Linked DNA regions of Mus musculus: region 1 is linked to region 2. Evidence: chromatin contacts called from public Hi-C data. All regions are on one chromosome and are shown on one strand. Each heading gives the region's core, a stretch centred on a gene start, on an enhancer-like site or on the middle of the called end of the contact. The rest is flanking DNA. Distances are from core to core; before and after follow the strand shown.

Region 1 (2,749 bases), core at 112-2,611, 130 kb after region 2:
AAGTAGTAATTCATGGTCCGAAACAAGACTACTTGGGGACAGGAAAGAGAAACGGGACAGTGAAGAGGCACACAGATGCTCTTTCCCTTCTGAAGCCAGGCAGGGACACTTGCGTGTTACGGTCATTTTAGCTATGCATATGCTTTATACTACCTTGTGTACATAATGCTAAGTATCACAAGGAATGAGGGGCGGGGTGGGGGGAGGGCAGCAAGATTCTGGAGAACAGAAGGAACACACCTGCCCATGTTGTATTCTATTGTGTTGGAACATGGTCTCCGCACAACAAATCATCTGTGTCACTAGTGTGAAAATGGCAATGGCGAATTTATCATTTGTTCCAGGTGGAAGAATTACCAAGTGCAAACAGGAAATGGAGCGATCAAACAGAACTTTCTGTACACTACCGATAACGCTGTTTGTGCTTGTTGGTTATTTGCTGTCCTCCCACCAATGCAAACCGTGATGGGTTTGTTTGAGCCAGTATTTTAGTCTTTCGGTAAAAGCAAAAAGTAACTCAAGGATAGAGATCTTGCCTCCCATGCCCAAGGCCGTAGGTTCAATCCCCAGTGCTGGAAGGAAGTTTCTCTGTGTAGATGGCTTACAACTACATCTAGAGATATTTAAGCATGCACATGGCGCATATTCATAAATACACCCATACACAGTACCTATCAGCTAAAACAGCTCTACCATGCCCTAGAAAGAATGTTTCTCCGGAGCGTTGATGGGCTTGGTTTCTTTTTGTTTGTTTTGTTTTTTCCTTAGTTTTGTTTGGTTACTGCGTTTTCTCCTTATCCTTGCAGCACTGGGGATAGAATCTAAGGCCTTGGGCATGGTAGGCAAGCACCCTATCCTTTAGTTACTTTTTGCTTTTTACCAAAAAAAAAAAAAAAAAAAAAAGTACGGACTTATTTCTGCCACGGTTTACATTTTTCTGCCAAGACACCACCCACTGGAGAGGTCCTGGAACCTGCAGGCCGCTGCGGGCTAAGCAGACACTTCCGCCGCCCCAGGATCGCAGCACAGAGGAAAGGGCCCCAGCGCACTTGCCGCTGGGACCTCTGAGGCCGCGGAGTCTTTCGGCCGCTCCTGCCCGAGTCCTCGCTTGGGGACCGAGAGGCGCACACACAGGGGAATGCGAACAACCGTGCAAGTCAAAAGAAGGCCGCCAGGGGGTAGCGGCCTCCTTCCATCCACATCCCCATGCCCCGCCCCCTCAGAGGGCGCACTTCCGGCCGCAAGGGCGCTCGGGAACGCGAACCGCGAGCCTCCACCAACCAGCGGCTGTGCTGGATGGGCGCAGGTGCGCGCGCATCACGGCGCAGGTTCGAAACTCCGGCGCTGCGCGGTGGCTCCCCCACAACGTCTCGTCCGCCCTCGGGACAGCCGAGCTCTGCGCTGCCCTTCGCCCTCCGCCCGCCGCCCGCGCGACCCTCGTCCCTGGCCCATGGCCAAGCGGCGTGCGGCTGAGCCGCTCACGTTCCGCGTGCCTTGGAAGCGGCTCCTGCTCAGCGACTTCCCCGAGGAGCCGCCGCTCTGGGTCCCGCCGTCTGGGACGGCTCGGCCCCTCAAGCGCCAGGGGGACGCGGGGATCATGGCGGAGCCTGCGTCTGCGCCCCGCAAGCGACGCGGCGGCGGGGACGACAGACAGGAGCTGCAGGGCTGTAGCCGGGAGCCCGGAGAGCCACCTCCTGGCGAGCAGGAGGAACCCCGGGCCGCGGGCGGCGGCGACAGAGTAGAAAGCGCGGGCAGCCCGCAGGTAGCCGACGGGGTGCACAGCCAGGTAGGTCCGCTACTCACTAGCCCGGAGCTCGGTGCCAGGCCGCGGAAGTCGGGCCATCGAGTGGGCCAGACGGGCTGGACCCTAGAGGGTCAGCTCAGTGACCAACGGGAGAGAGGCGTTTAATTTGATGGGGAATGCTGTAGAACTTCTAGCATGCTTTCCAGTAGCATTCATCAGAGGACCTGTTAACTCCTAATGTTCAGTGCTGTGAGAATGGATTGTTGGACTCACTGTCCTCTCCGCTGCTTTGTTTTGGTAGCCGCTAGCCATGTGATCAGACAGAATACACTAGAAATATAACTTGACCAAACTTATGTGTTTTAAGTGTAAGAAGAGTAGGAGCGCCAAATATGTTTTAAGATAAAGGGTCGGGTTCTGAACTGTGTTACACACGAAGCAACTTGCCGCATATTGGGTGTACTGTTTGTTAATTTTATTTTTAGACACGTGACTAGAAAACTTAAAGTGAGTGTTTTGCTTTTTCAGACAGGGTTTATCTATGTGTAGCCCTGGCTGTCCTGGAACTCACTCTGTAGACCAGGCTGGCCTTGAACTCAGAAATCCGCCTGCCACTGCCTCCCAAGTGCTGGGATTAAAGGCGTGGGCCACCACTGCCCGGCCTTCGAGTGAGTTATAACCCATACTATATATGTATCGCACAGCATTGGCCCGACTTAGGGACTCAAGAGCCTTCTTTAAAGCAGTTCTTGCATAAGTTGGTGGAGCATGAGGTGAAGAAGCAAGGGTGATTCTTAGAGCTCGCCAAACTCAGCCACCTTGGCATGCGTCTGCTCAGTGTCCTTTTCTAGTTATTTTATAACAAAGTTGATAAGATAACGGAAATTTTCTCTTCGTGTAGCCCTGGCTGTCCTGGACCAGGCTGGCCTCGAACCCAGAGATCCACATTTCCTCTTGCCTTTCGAGTGCTGAGATTAAAGGCGTTCAGGGAGATTATCTTTCAAT
Region 2 (2,946 bases), core at 220-2,719:
GTCAAATGGGCCCGCTACATCAGGCTGCAGCGGCAAAGAGCCATCCTCTACAAGCGGCTCAAAGTCCCTCCTGCCATTAACCAGTTCACCCAGGCCCTGGACAGGCAGACAGCTACTCAGCTGCTTAAGCTTGCCCACAAGTACAGGCCAGAGACAAAGCAAGAGAAGAAGCAAAGGCTACTGGCCCGTGCTGAGAAGAAAGCTGCTGGCAAAGGGGACATCCCAACTAAGAGACCACCTGTCCTCCAAGCAGGAGTCAATACAGTCACCACCTTGGTGGAGAACAAGAAGGCTCAGCTGGTGACCACATTGAGCTGGTGGTTTTCCTACCTGCCTGTGTCGAAAGATGGGGGTGCCCTACTGCATCATCAAGGGAAAGGCCAGGCTGGGGCACCTGGTCCACAGGAAGACATGCACCACAGTTGCTTTCACACAGGTTAACTCGGAAGACAAGGGTGCTCTGGCTAAGCTGGTGGAAGCCATTAGGACCAATTATAATGACAGATATGACGAGATCTGTCACCACTGGGGAGGCAATGTCCTGGGTCCTAAGTCTGTGGCTCGCATTGCCAAGCTGGAAAACGCAAAGGCTAAAGAACTTGCCACTAAATTGGGTTAAATGTACACTAAGTTTTCTATACCTAAATATAATTACAAAATTAAAAAAAGAAAAAAAAGAAAGAAAGGAACCACAATCCTCCCTGATCCAGGGATTATGCGCTCTCTGTGACCCTTCCCATCACTACTTTCCAACCTGCAGAGCCTCACTGCGAGGGGCTGCCAAGTCGCTGGCAATGTCCAACCCCACCTGTCCAACCCCAGCACAAAGCCACCAGCCACAGGCACCGCGGCCAACACGGAGTATCAGCAGCCACTCCATGTCAGTCAGCGCACAGCCTGTGCGGTCCCTGAAGGCAGGACACAGAAAGGTGAGCAATGAGGGAGAGGGGGTGAGGATACAGATGCTTCCGTTTCATTTCAGGAAAAAGTAACTTTAAGAAGTAGCAAGAGGCTGAAATTTAGAAAAAATTAAAAAATCAATGAAAATCTGGACTCTATCAAATGCTAACTAAAACAATCTTGCACAGGGGTCAAAGGGAAGATGGCTAATCTAACTGCTGCCTCTTCGGCTGTGTTCATCAAATTCTTACAGTAACAAATTTCCTGAGAAGGAAAATGTAATTCGAGAGCAAACACTGTTAGAATTCAATTGATGGCAGCCAAATCCAGGTCTCTCACTAGCAGAGCCCAGACTTCCCTGGAAATATGACCTGCTCTGTCTGGGGACCATACGAAGATGGACCTAGAACCCTATCAAGCTAGAAAGCAAAGATCCTATTGCAGACAACTTGCTGGTCAGGACCAAGCACGAGAGACAGAGAACGAGAACCTTTAGCACGTAAGGAACCTTACAGTGCAGTAGAGTCTCCTTGAAGGCTGGAGTCTAGCAACAGGAAGTCAGTGGCAAAGAAAGGAAGTTAGGCCACAGCCTTCCTTCCTCACCCAACTGGACAGGACGGACTGGGAGGTCAACCTCAAGCAAAAGCCACCCACCCACTAACAAACATGGTTTCTACTTTTTGTCCCACGCAGTGTCTGGGCAGCACCAGCTAAGCTAACAAACACTTTGTCATTCCCTCCAGAGCTCACATCAATAAATGACTGTCTTTAGAGAAACACCAGTTCTTCTGATGAGTATTAACCATGGTTAAAGCACCAAGCTCCAGGCTGGTTTCCACTGTGGGTGAACTGAAGTGGAAGGCAATACAAAGGGGCAGCGGGCTCATGGGCAGGCTTATGTATGATGGGACTTAGCAATGGGCAAGGAGGATAATTTAGGAGGTTCTCCTAAACCCCAAAGACAAGGAGAACGCTTACTGTTTCTCAGGCTCAGGCAGGGGACTAAACTCGGGGTTTTGACACAGGCCAGGGAATAAGGATGACTGGGTGGGAGGGAGAAAGGCACAGTGATGGAGAGAGAGAAAGGTGAGGTGAATGTGACCGAGAAGGTAAAGCACACAGTCACAGGACAGCAGCGAGGGCAGCAAAGAGCTGGCCTCTGTGTAGGGACACATGGCTTGCATTTTAAACCCTGTGGTGGTCCGAATGAGAATCATATCCCCCAACCCTCACATCACCCAACCCACATGATGAATGGCTAATACACTGTGTGCTTGGTTGCTGCTTGCAAAGTATTAGGAGGTGTGCCCTTCTTGGAAGAGGTGTGTTGCTGGCTGTGGGCACTGCGGTTTCAAAAGCCTATGCTAGGCTGAGTCTGTGTCTGTCTGTATGTACATATGTCTATTTGTCTGTCTTTCTCTCTCTGCTTACTGTAGAATAGGACTCAAAGCTCCCGGCTACATCTCTAGCACCACGTTTTCCTGCCTGTGACTATGTTCCCTGCCAACATAATCATGATCATGGACTCTTCTGAAACTGTAAGAAGCCCCCCAATTAAATGTTTTCTTTTTTTTTATAACAGAGAATTTTTTTATAACACAGAACAACAAAGACAATCCCTTTCTTTCTTTTGAAACAACCACCATGTAAAACCTTCATTCCGTTCACATTTATCTTCCCACATCTGTATTTTAATCTTGAAGAATTTGTACCTCATTTCTAAACTTGAAGAACCATTCACAATATTGTGAATAGATTCCAGTCTTTGGCAAAGCCTAGAAAAACTTCAGGTGTGGTTGATTGCTATGTTCATTAAGTCTAAAGCTCAAGGTAATCATGGAGTGGTGAGTTTTAGTTACATCTACCTTCGGTCACTCACAGAGCCATGCTGCCATGCTGGAAAGCATACCATTATTAGCAAAGAGCAAAGGAAATGACGACATGAAAGGCTCCATCTGACTTCAGATGGGTTTGCTTGATACTATCGTTTTACTTTAGATCTGATTTAGACCAATGGTATATATTCAAAATTGAGAATCATTTATC

Evidence for each region. A called contact is a pair of places that touch in the nucleus more often than the background predicts.
Region 1: a Hi-C map of granulocyte-monocyte progenitors shows a contact between it and region 2, with 1.9 times the contacts expected there. The contact joins the promoter of D030056L22Rik here to the enhancer-like site in region 2. A contact is called at or near these places in 4 of 39 promoter capture datasets (the C10 cell line, the HPC-7 cell line, neutrophils and 1 more), 4 of 484 Hi-C or Micro-C datasets (Sertoli cells, bone marrow-derived macrophages, granulocyte-monocyte progenitors and 1 more), 6 of 115 datasets of contacts at active chromatin or transcription factors (effector CD8 T cells, embryonic fibroblasts, embryonic stem cells and 1 more) and 1 of 9 other capture datasets (liver).

The regions. Positions count from the first base shown.
Region 1 is chr19:18,711,874-18,714,622 of GRCm38.p6, forward strand. It overlaps D030056L22Rik (RIKEN cDNA D030056L22 gene), which reads left to right and starts at 1,362. Exons shown (of 2, transcript NM_001374130.1): 1 at 1,362-1,786. The coding sequence starts at 1,451.
Region 2 is chr19:18,581,617-18,584,562 of GRCm38.p6, forward strand. All of the region lies in intron 9 of Ostf1 (osteoclast stimulating factor 1), which reads right to left. Among named protein-coding and RNA genes, the nearest start is that of Ostf1, 49 kb to the right of the region's middle. Within about 2 kb of position 1,470, at least 31 of the 459 cell types and tissues checked have an H3K27ac peak or open chromatin away from gene starts, as enhancers often do. A contact at or near this core is called in the HPC-7 cell line, bone marrow-derived macrophages, granulocyte-monocyte progenitors and 1 more, where this site is marked.